Linked DNA regions of Mus musculus: region 1 is linked to region 2. The links are chromatin contacts, called in public promoter capture Hi-C maps. All regions are on one chromosome and are shown on one strand. The core of a region is the stretch at or near the end of the contact, and the rest is flanking DNA. Distances in the headings are between cores, read along the strand shown.

Region 1 (6,234 bases), core at 2,651-5,150, 540 kb before region 2:
TAATCCCTTAATAACTAACAGAATTATCAAGCACTATTGTTATAGGTCTTAGTGAAGAACCACTTTCTTCTTACGAGTGTCCACCTGCGGCCATGTGAAGGGTTGATGGATGAGAAAAGATGCTAGTTGGAGCAGATTTTGTTTTTCTCCTCTTTCTGCCACCCTTTGGGACCACTGCCTAATCAATTACTTCATGTTTGTGTTTTCGTAAGTTCCCTTGTGCAAAGCTGCCAGAGTAAAGTACTGCTTTTGTGGTGGCCCATTTCTCAGAAACCTCTCAAGGCTCTTACACAGACAGCATCAACAATGCGAATGTCAGGGGTAATGCTGCAGTCATGCGTAGACAACATGCTAAGAGCTTCTGATACCTTACTTACAGACACCTGTACACACACACACACACACACACACACACACACACACACACGCATGTGCTTGCACATACACCTGGGGGGGCACTTAAATGCTGTCCCCACTACCAATGGTTCATTCTTTGTTCTATTCATCAAGTCCTGGTTTCCTTGGAACTCAATCTCTTCACCAGGCTGGTGTTAACTCAGAGTGCTAGGATTTTGAATTAGTGAGGAGAGGGACTTGCTGCTCCTTGTCTCCTTGTCCTTGTTCTCAGGACAATGGAGCACTGGTAACTGGAATAATGTCCACCCGGGACCCACGTGTCTTCTGCCACTCTTCACTGGTCAAAGCAAATTACACGGCCATTCTTAGCTTTAAGGAAAGCAGAGAGCTACAATCCCATCGTGTTCCTGGAAGGAGCTGCTGGAGTTTGGATGTTGTCTTACAGGCTTGGTCTGAAGGGTGACAGTGTTGGGAGGTGATGGACCTTTGGGAATGGAGCCCAGTTGGCGACACTTAGGTCTCCGGGGTGTGCCTGTGGAGATGATTGTAGGACTCTGACCATTTCTTTACCCTTGTTTGCTCTTTGGCCCGTGACATAAGTATCGTCATTCTGCCAAGTGCCAACCTTACCAGAGGCTCCAAGCAAAGAGATCAGCAGGTCATATAATGCATGCCTGGGCCAAAATAACCTTTAAAAAAGTCCATTTAATCCCACCACTTATATTTTCTTATGCACATGAGTCTCAACTTTATATACCTGGCCTACATCTATCTTCTCAACTACAGATCTGTTAAAGTAACCTGGACTCCATTATGTAGGTATTCGCAAGTAAACGTTTTTCAGAAGTGTACAGTTTATTTTCAGAAGTACAAGTGTACAGTTTCGAGGTTGGTGATTAAGGCCATGGGCAAAAATCTAGCCAGATGCCTAGTAGGTTTTTGGTACAGACAAATGAATTAAATATGGGCTTTATATTTCACAGCTTGGAAAACAAGAATGTTATGTCACAATGCATAAATTATTTGAAATTTAAAACAATGAGTTTAGAAAATAGGGTCTCTAGCCCAGGGTGGTTTTAAAAATCAGGATTCTACTGCCTCGGATTTCCAAGTCTGGATTTATTAGTGTCTGCCGCTGTAGCTGTGAAACTTCAGATTCCATTAGGAAAGTTTTACCCCAACAGTGCCCCCCCATTTGTTTATGTTAATATTCATGTCTAAACATAGCTTCCCCCCCCCCCCAATGGCAGAAACGTGGTTCCTTCGAGTCAGGATTAGAAGCATCATGGGTAACTTCATGGAAACACAGGCTCCCAGCAAGTTTTGATGGATGCTAAAGCCCGAGGAGAGCCACTGCCGTATGTGATGGTGGACCCACCCAGGAATCATCTGGGGATGAGTAGGTTAAAGATGTCAGCTGCATCCCAGAGTCTCGGGGTGTGTGAAATTGCCTTGCTTCCAAGCCTGGCTTCATACTAGCCTTTACTCAGGCAAGACTTCAACCAAATCACTAGTGCTCTGACCTTATCTCGAGAGATCCGGATTCCATGGATTTGCTTGGGGCCCTGGCACAACTATTTTCCTAAATCTCCGACTTCCCAGAAAAGTGACCTTTGTCATATTAGCTCAGCACTGTCTTGCCTATGATTAAATGAGATAGTAGTGCTTATGTAAAGAGACTCTCAAGACAAAGCCTGGCTCACAGCAAGCTCAGGACAGATGCTCTTAGAGCCTCCTGGTTTATGTTTAGAAATCACGGAGCTAGAGGGTGCCCTTATTCTCTGAAGCTGAGCATGGATGGAGCAATTCTGTATAAGAGGTTTGTGTAGGAGCTAGGTTCCTCGGTCTGCTATTTCGTCCGCATGATCAGTCTTATCTATTCCTGTTGGTGGTGACACTGTGCCCCCTCACCTGCGGAGACATGAAACTGGAGCACTTTGTAAATGACTCTCTCCTCCTTTAGCTCGGTGGAGTTCAATAGAGCATTTTCTCTTTCCAGCTGCATTCTGCGGGTTGTTTTATGTCTCCTTTTCACATTACATGCTTAGCAGAGTCTTAGAGATAAAACCCTTCACCCTGACATACGTACTGGCTCCGGGTAGCTAAGGTATCTGAGTCCCCAGGACTTGATTTCCTTGTCTGGGGTGGGGTTGGGGGCAGATAGTTATTTCAGTGTGGCTGCTGTGAAAGATAACAAGCACAAATGTCCACACAGCACCCAAGCATCTCTTGTGTGCCCTTAATCTGCAAATATTCAAAGAAAACAGACACAGCCTTCCCACAGCTGTGTGTACAACTGTGCCATTCATTTTAGGTCCAGATTACCGACATTGCCAGGACAATGACAAAGCACAGCTTCCCTTCCCTGTGGCGTTTCATGATGAATAGTTTGTTTGTTTGTTTGTTTGTTTGTTGCTTTGAGCCTGTGGTGATCCTCCTGCCTCTGCCTCCCAAGTACTGGAATTACAAGCATCCACCACCACACTCAGAGTGACTGGCTATTATGATAACTATTGAGTTCAGGCTAGCCCCAAAACTTCCTATGTCACTGAACAATGCCTTGGACTCCAGATCTTCCTGCCTCTACCTCCTAAGTGCTGGGATTTCAGCTGTATTCCACCATGCCTGGCTCATAAGGCTCAGGCGATTGAACTCAGGGCTTTGTGCATGCTAAGCAAACATTCTGTAAACCGAAGCTACAGTCCCTATGCATGGCTGTGTGTAAGTGCGTGTGTGCCTGTGTGTGTGTGTGTGTGTGTGTGTGTGTATGTGTGTGTGTGTGTGTGAATTAAAACAACAACAACAACAACAAAAACCATCCTCAATTCCAAACAGAATTTAACTACCAGAGAGTTCCTTTTAAATTTTTATCTATGAGTTTTTTTTCTTTCTTTCTTTTTTCAAGACAGGGTCTCTCTATGTAGTTCTGGCTGTCTTGGAACTTATTATATAGACCAGGCTGTCCTTGAAGTCACAGAGATCTGCCTGGCTCTATCTCTTGAGGTACTGCAATTAAAAGTGAGTGTCACTAGGCCTGGCTTGCTTTTAAGTTTTAACATTAGTGTTTTGATATGTTTCTCCTGAAGTTACAAAAGTATCTGTTCTCTAACATTTACCTGGCACATTTAAGAAAGAAAGCAAGCAATAATAACGTTAGAAGCATGAAGGGCCACTTTGTGTGTTTTCTCATGTAATTCATAGATGATGGGTACTAAACAGCTAAAAACTAATTTCCATCCATGAGGAAATAGACAAATCATGTTTCCAGCCTTTTGGTGACATTGTTTCAGGAGTTGGTTCCTTGAAAAAGATATGACCAGTGTGACTTCTGCCATGGAATCCCACCAGGAATTCTTCTCGCCCTTGACAGTTTGTAGTGAGACATTAGTAGCATAGAGTCTTCCCTGGGCACAGGCTGCAGCTGGTTTAAACTTACCTCTGCTTCCAAGGTACCATTCTGTACCTTGCTCTAGCCCCACACAACACAGAGCACGGCTCTCAGCATTTTATGTGTGCTTACTGGCGTGCTTCAAGCAGCTGGTTTTTATTTTAGTTACAATTAGTCATACTGTTCTCTGGCCTTGGAATTCATAAGTTTTGGATGGAGAGGCTGTTCTTGAAAGCCTTCTTGAAAGTTTGCTGCTGTGGTTGTTGACAGATGAAGGATGCCCATGCATTGGCTGCGATGCATTTAGTCTATCAGGCATATTTAAAAAAAAAAGATTTATTTATTTGTTTATTTATTTCTTTATTTATTTAATGTATGTGAGTACACTGTAGCTGTACAGATGGTTGTGAGCCTTCATGTGATTGTTGGGAATTGAATTTTTAGGACCTCTGCTCATTCCGGTCAGCCCGTTCCTTCTAGTCTACTCTACTTGCTCTAGCCCAAAGATTTATTTATTATTATACATAAGTACACTGTAGCTGATTTCAGACACACCAGAAGAGGGTGTCAGATCTCATTACGGGTGGTTGTGAGCCACCATGTGGTTGCTGGGATTTGAACACAGGACCTTTGGAAGAGCAGTCAGTGCTCTTACCCACTGAGCCATCTCGCCAGCCCTATCAGACAAATTTTTAAGTATCTTGCATTGGTCCTAGCATTTCAGATGTGATTTAAGTGTGATTTGTGGGAATTTGTACCATAATTCTGATGAATTGCTTTGCATGTTAGGACTTGGGTTTCCTAGTTAAGGAATTTTTACTTATTTCAGATAAGCCAGTTGTGAGTACTGTATTTTCCACTGGCATTTCCAGTCACTTCAGTGCACTTTTATAGCTCAAAGCTTGTTTAATTTCTTGGATTTAACTGAATTCTAAACGTCTACAATTTAACCTGCAGAGTTAGTTGATGGGAAACATTTGGTATTGGTAGTAGGAGTGATTTGTTTCCCCCAACTGAACATTTAACCGAATCTTTCATTTGTGAGCCATTTCTGAATCTCTATCGTTTGCCAAGTTCCATGCTGCAGGCTGGGGTACTCATAACAAGATGGAAGATGGGCTCTTGTCCGAAAGAGATTGCTGTCAACAGGTGGGCCAGAGACCAGTCACTCACAACAGGATCGGTGGGCCAGCGACCACAACGATCACAACAGGGTCAGTGAGGAGACTGACTGTCTTGCAGCTGGGGCCCTGTGACAGTGTCTCTGAGCTGTGGAGACAGGCTGCCTAGCCAGAAGAAAACAGAGCAGAGAGCTTTCTTGTACGCCAGGTGGTGCTGCTGCTCTGCTGTAAGGGCTGCGGTCACCCGAAGATCCTGGCGTCCTGTTATCTTTGCGTTTGAACTGAAAAGCTGTTTTCTTAGCCCTCTCCCTCTCCGTGCTTTGCGTGTATTTACATCTGACTGAAAAGAACTCCCTCTCCGGAGTTCCACCTCCTATCTTACTGGGGGAATAGATAATTTTTACTTAAAGGTATTCAGGCGTTCTTGGAAAATATGGTATTTACTATTTAAATCCCCTGAGTTTTTATTTTGTGGTTTGGGATGGCCTAACGAACTTTTGGAATCTCCTTTGCTGGGGATGGGAGGGTGGGGTTGGGGGAGGCGAAGGGGGGTTGGGAAGACTGGAGTGGAGGTGGGAGGGGCTGTTCTCAGGCGCTGAATTGCAGTTTACGGTTTTTTTTTCTTTCTTTCTTTCTTTTTTCTTTTTAAAATACAATCGAAGCAGTATTTCTGGTAAGAAAAGTTATTAGGTGTTTATGGATGTTTCAAAAGACCAGGGGACGGGGGAAATGCAGATCCCATGTTAAAATGTACACCTGGGGACTCTTTAACACTTTGAACAGAACCCAAGTTGGGAGGGCATGAGCTCCTTAAAGTGGTAGTTGTTTCTACTGGGGGAGGGGGTGCTCGTTGGATGCTGCCCAGGAGCACAGGATTGCCAGGAGCAGCCCCAGGGAGGATGAGTTAGCTCGGCAGCCAGGTAGGACGGGAATGTGTGTTTTCCTCTTACTTCCGCCACATCCCACATCCTCCTGAACAGGAAGAGCACTGCCTTTTTCTGAAGGCCCCCTTTTTTATCTTCTTCCTCCAGAGAATCCAGCAGGAGGCAGCTTATAGCAGGAGGGATAACAAAAATGTATCGAAGTTCTTTAAGGCACACAGAGAGGATGTGAGGTGTTAACCTTAGAAAGCTTTAGTTTCTCCAGCGTTTGGAAATGAAGCTGCTTTGAACTGGCTTTTGCAGGGCAGGCGAGCCCTGGCCTTTGCCTCTGTGTGCTTTTCTAACTGATCCACTGTGAGATCAGTAGGGCACAATTGCAAGTTTAGTCTGTCAGTGGTCGTTTTAGCTTTCAAAGTTTGGAATGGCCTCGGAGGACGAACAGACAGACTGACCTATACGGTCTAAAATCTAAGAAAATTAAAACAGG
Region 2 (5,928 bases), core at 3,081-5,580:
GCAGGTATTAGAACCCGATATCCATAGGATTCCAACCAAAAACCAGCTGAGACATCCAGTCATGTCTCCATTTAGGAGACAGCCATTCTTGAACTAGCCAGACCACTGCCACAGCTTGGTAGCCATTCTAATCAACACACACACAGTTCTCTTCTTCTAGAGAACCCTGACTAATATAGGCTTCTAACCCGCTGGGACCACAAGCCCAAAATAAAGCCTTCCTTCTGTGCTTCTATAGTTGCCAATACAATTCCTTCTCTCCCTCTTCTTCCTCTTCCTCCTCTTCTTCCTCCTCCCCTTCCACTTCCTTCTCCTCCTTTTCCTCCTTCTCCTCCTTTTAAGTTTCTTAGTTTTTTATATTCATTTTATGACATATTAAGATTTGTTGTTAAAGATCTCTGTTGTGGGGCTTGAGATTCATTCAGAGGTTAAGAGCACTTGCTGTTCTTCCAGAGGCCCGGAGCTCCATTCCTAGTTCCTACATCAGTGGGCTAAGAGCTACCCCTGCTCTGCAAATCCCATTCCTCTTTGTCTGTAAGTACCTGTACACCTTGCACATATCCACACTACACACACACACACACACACACACACACACACACACACACTGCAAATTAAATATAAAAAAAGAATTTTAAAAGTCCAGCTGGGATTCTGACTGAAGAGTGCACTACAGTAAAGTATTAGAGGAAGGGAGTTCACCTTCTGAGGACTTTGTAAAAACAAAGCACATCTCTTCATTTAGTCAAGAAGACTACATTTCTGGGTACAGAGACATGAAGCTTCTCTCTCAACTTCACGATACTCTGTCAACATCAATGACCCATTTAGGCAAAATAACCTTATTCTAGCTCAGAAGTTAACGGACAAAGAAGAATCCAATGGAAACCCCCAAATTTGCACAACGACATCTGAGCTGTAAGAAGCTATTCCCCAGCTACAGAGGCAAGCGTTTCTGTGTCTCCTCTGCTCCCTTTCCTATGAGAAGAGGCTGGAAGATGAAAATCCTGGGATCCATGAGATTATCCTAACATGCACCACCGTTCTCAAGCCTGCCCCCTTCCGCCCTCATTTCTCCCCTCTCCCTTATCATCCCTCCCTGCCTCCTCCGCCATCTCTTGTCAGATTGTCCTGTCCTCACCTTCACAGGTAACAGGGCTGTCTTAGGATATACTCCCTTCAATTTCCTTTCTCCTTAAACACACATCGCCCGCCCCACCCCCTTAGGACTTTTGGCTCAGTAGAAATGTTCATTTGGGGGCTGAGGGAGTTGGCTTAATGGATGAAGTGCTTGCTTGTGTTTGCTGTGCAAGAGTGAGGATTTCAGTTTAGGTTCGCAGCACCCATGGAAACGCTGGACACCTGCAATCCAGGCCTGCGAGTGGAGACAGAAAGAGCTCAAGGAGTTGTTGGGTTTGGGTGTGCAAGATGGGGAAGGCTTGCCGGGTCCAGCAATTTGGCTGAATTGGTAAGAGAGGAATTGAGGAAGACACTCCATATTAGCAGTCTCTTATATATATCCATACATCCTTGAGTGAGCATGCCCCCACACACATGTGCACACGTATCACATACAATGAATAAATAAAGACTTCGTTTTGACTGAAATGAATCAGCTTTTCTGTGCACGGGTCCACCGTGTCTACCTCTGTTAGAGACTGCTCTGCCAGTCCATCTTTCTTCCCATAGGGTCTCCTTTCCTCTGTGTGTAAGCACAGGTTTCCCTATTTAGAAAAGTCCTTTCTATATTGCATTAAAAAAAAAAAAACCCTGAATAGCTACGTTTCACACTTTCACAAAGAACTTTCTAGACAATCATCAGCAACAATAATTTACTCCATGCAGTCCTCAACCCAGTGTAATGTGAAAGAAAACCCTTCAAGCCATCACAGCGTCTACTTCTGGTTAAATAAGTCCAACAACAGTCAATAACTCCAGATTGCCAAAGACAGTGGACCCGTTTCCGCCTCAACTTGACCTTGATGTGACTTTGAGCAATGCTGATAGCATTGAGCGATACTGATTATTCTCAAGTTTTCTCCTTGGTTTCTCTCTATCCCCTACCCCTCCCTCTCCTTCCCTCCCACTCTGTGTATGCACATGCAAGAATAAACGCTGCTGTGTGAATCTAAGTGTGGAGGTCAGAGGATAATCTCAGGGGCCATCCCACAGGTGCCATCCACCTCGATTTCCTTTTGAGACGGTGTCTCTCATCTTGATGGGAACTCACCTGGTGGGCTAGCTTCGCTGACCAAGGAGCTCCAGGAATTGGCTTGCCTCCCAAGCACGGGGATTACACGCCATGTTTTATTTACATGGGTTCTGGGATGGAACGCAGGTCCTCTTGCTTGCAAGGAAAGCGCTTCACCGTCTAAACTGTCTCCCTAGTCCTCTACTTGTTATTTTGCACTAACAGCTTCCTTCTTTGTAAAAGCCACTCATCTTTCGTGTCCTCTTTCCTATGCAATAAACTCAAAAGCCCACGTGAACATGTCACAGGCATCTCAAATACAGTATGCCTGTCCCAAGCTGAGCTCGTATTTCCAACCAATGTTGTTTCCCCTTAATGAATGCCTTCTTGTGCTAAAGGACACCACCACCCATCCCTTCTCCATCCCAACACACACACACACACACACACACACACACACACACACACACACACACAATTCTTATGCTTCCTCTCCACTCTCTGCCATCGTGGCCCCTCTTGTCTCACTACCTACCCCATTCTCTAATCCATGGGAGCAGCTAGACTCTTGCGGGGGTATATTTGTTTATGCTACTCCTCTTGGAAATTGTTTATAATCACCATTTTCAGACTCATGCCAATCTCTTAAGCCCCTGGTCAACCAAAACAGCCACTCAACATTCCAGTACCGGCTACAACTCTAGTCCTATGATAGCTAGCATGGCTGTACTTCAGCACATACTTCTTCCTCTCCTTGAAATATCTTCTGTCCTTGACTCTATACTCCATATATCCTTAAAGAGTGCCTTGAGTCTTCTTCGAAGACTTGCATCCTCTTTGGTCTTATTGTAAACATTCTCTTTCATGTGACTGGGTAAGGTTAGCACATGTCCTCTGCATGGCTACTGTCTGTCACATTGTATTGTGATACTTGCAGGTCCTTCCTCCTAACATGTTCACCGAGGACAGGAACTACGGCTGACACGACATAACTTATCAAATGGTTCCAATGAACTGTCATACCACACACATCCTACCCAACATGACTGTAAACACTGTTCTGCATGGCAATTTGTAACACAGTACTAACTGGTCCGTAAAGAACTGTCTGCCAGCAAAGCTGAGTGAGCATTTAATCTAAGAAACTATCACCTTTCTGCCCAACAGAAGCCCTAGGTGGTCCAACTGTTTTCTCCCTTGAGTATAAAGGAGCCAGAACCCAACAGTTCTCCCTGGTGGTTCACATAAAGGCCCTCCTATTTCTAGATGATCAGTATCCCTTGAGTCTTTCAGTCCAGTAGTTGCCCGAGCCTAGGGCACATCATTTTTTCCTTTTTCCTAGGATCCTTCTCTGAAGTATCACTATTATTTTTTATTATTATAACTACCATCACAATATTACTATAACCCCCACTGCACCATCACATAGGTCCCCTGACCTGTGTGCTGCTGGGAGATTTCCTCCATGTGACTCCCTAGTCCTTCCTACAGGGGAGGGACACCTAGAGGCAACCAGAAGACCGATACTCAGTACCTTATTCCAGAGAGAGGATGGATTCCAGGGCTGTCCTAGGCAGGTCAGAGTGCACTCCGACCTCCCAAATCCCTTCCTGCAGCTGACACCAGCCCCGGGCCTGCTGTGTACTGACCGCCCACTGCGGTTGTCTAGGAAACCCTCTCTCCGCCTCCCTTGACCTCTGGGTCAGGAAGGGGATGGCGAGGACGGGGAAATCAGCCGCCCATCCTTGCCTGCATCACGTGGTAGCAAACTACAACCAATTAACTTAAGCAGGGAAGACCCTCCCCCGCCCCCTTCCGGAAGACCTCCCCTCCCACCTTTGTTAAGACTCCCGCGGAGCGGTGGCAGCCGGTCGCTGCCTAGTTCTTAGTCTTGGGTGTTCACTTTGTTTCCTTCCGAGGACAGTGACAGTTTGTGGGCTAGGCGGTGGGGACCTGGTCCTGGCATTTTCACAGTTAAAGTTTTTGACACCTGGAGCCTCGAAGTCAGCAGTACTAACTGGTCTTGATCCCCAGCATGGCGTGGAGCAGTGAGGTCATAAGACGGTTCCCCTTCCGCCGCTGATGGCCTCGGTCCCAGCTGCTGCGCAGCTGAGGCCACCAAGAGCCCGGTGAGCCCCCAAGGGCAAGCGCCAGACCGCGCGCCCAGGAACGTCTCCAAGCAATCGACCCCCACTGGTCTTTTAGGAGTTCTCAGGCAGGCTTTCGAGTGTCTTAATTTGCCAAAATTCTCAGGAGGCAATAATTTACAAGATAGAATACAAGTTAAGAGGACAGGGGGAGACTGGCTGAGAAAGCAATGAACTTATAAAACAAACCAAATCAACCACAACGTCTACTAGAGTTAGCCACTAGCCACAGCCGCGTATGTGCCCTTTAAAAGCGGTAGTCTGAACTGACGTATATAGGAAAATAGACCAAAACTTAAACGCTTGGTATGCAGAGATGCAATGGAAACGACTTTGTTAATGATTTTTGTATCGATCACATGTTAAACTATTTTGGGGTGCACTGAGTTAAATAAGGTTATGTTTTGTTTGTTACGTTGAAAATCTGGCTACCAGGACAATTTATAATTGCTTGGGAGGCTTGCATTAGGTTATTTTGGACCGGGCATGTCGTTGTTTGCTGTCTATTGCAAGAAATAAACACCATGACCGGACGCAACTTGAGATGAGGGTTTATTTGGCTTTATATGATCAGATCACAGTCCTTCAGCAGGGGAGTCAGCCCAGCTAGGAGCAGTGGAGAAATACTATGGGGTTCAGGTGGCTCTCTTATACAAGCCAGGACGACCTGCTCAGGAGAGGCACTGTCCACAGTGGGCTGGGCTCTCTCCTATCAGTCATTAATCAAAAAAAAAAAAAAAAAAAAAAAGATATGCTCTCAGGACAATCTGATAGGGGCAGTTCCTCAGTTGAGATTCTGTCGTTGTGTCTAGTTTTGTATCAAATTGACAAAACTCTTGACAGCACTGCACTCATTTTTATAATTCAGTGGGGATGTGTTAGTATTTATGACCTTCGGGTCCTCTTGCAAACTAGCATCTGCTGCTTCACTCAGCCTAGCTTTCAATTGCTTTCTCAAGAAAATCTAAACATTATAAATATTTCGTTTTTCTTTCTTTCTTATTTTTTGTTTATATTTTTGTTTGTTTGTTTGTTTGTTTTTTTGAGTTTCTCTGTGTAGCCCTGGCTGTCCTGGAACTCACTTTGTAGACCAAGCTGGCCTCGAACTCAGAAATTCGCCTGTCTCTGCCTCCCAAGTGCTGGGATTAAAAGCATGTGTCACCACGCCCGGCTAAATATTTCTATTTAATAACTTAAGAGTTGGATGCATCCGATGAGTTTGCTGTCTGTAAACACATTCACTGAAGAAGTGAATTAATTCTCCCTCTCTATTTTCATTTCACTGAACACTGTTCCTTCCTGTCAGCAACAGATCAAAAGTAAGCCGATTAAACTATTTGTGGCTTATGGTAAAAGCGATGCCAGGTTTGTTTGTTTTTTGTTTGTTTGTTTGTTTTTGGCTTGCTTGTTTTTTTGTTTTGTCTGTCTGTTTGAAATCTGATTCCGGTTTTATTTTTACTATCTCGCTGAAAATCTAGTTGAACAAGATAACCTATGCTTGAAGAAGCCTTTGTTTAGAATATAAAGATTAAATAGGAGGATAGTTTCAATTTGTAAACTTTAAAGAAATTTCCATCATAGATCAGTTAG

The links. Promoter capture Hi-C pulls out the DNA fragments that hold promoters and counts their contacts.
Region 1: a promoter capture Hi-C map of the C10 cell line shows a contact between it and region 2, with 5 times the contacts expected there. The contact joins the enhancer-like site here to the promoter of Lrrc9 in region 2. A contact is called at or near these places in 15 of 39 promoter capture datasets (the 3T3-L1 cell line, 3T3-L1-derived adipocytes, the C10 cell line and 10 more) and 3 of 115 datasets of contacts at active chromatin or transcription factors (embryonic stem cells, epiblast stem cells and stem cell-derived neural progenitor cells).

What each region holds. Positions count from the first base shown.
Region 1 is chr12:72,975,752-72,981,985 of GRCm38.p6, reverse strand. No RefSeq gene overlaps it. Among named protein-coding and RNA genes, the nearest start is that of Six6, 39 kb to the right of the region's middle. Within about 2 kb of position 3,900, at least 8 of the 459 cell types and tissues checked have an H3K27ac peak or open chromatin away from gene starts, as enhancers often do.
Region 2 is chr12:72,440,268-72,446,195 of GRCm38.p6, reverse strand. Lrrc9 (leucine rich repeat containing 9) reads right to left here and starts at 4,330. Exons shown (of 32, transcript NM_001142728.1): 1 at 4,028-4,330.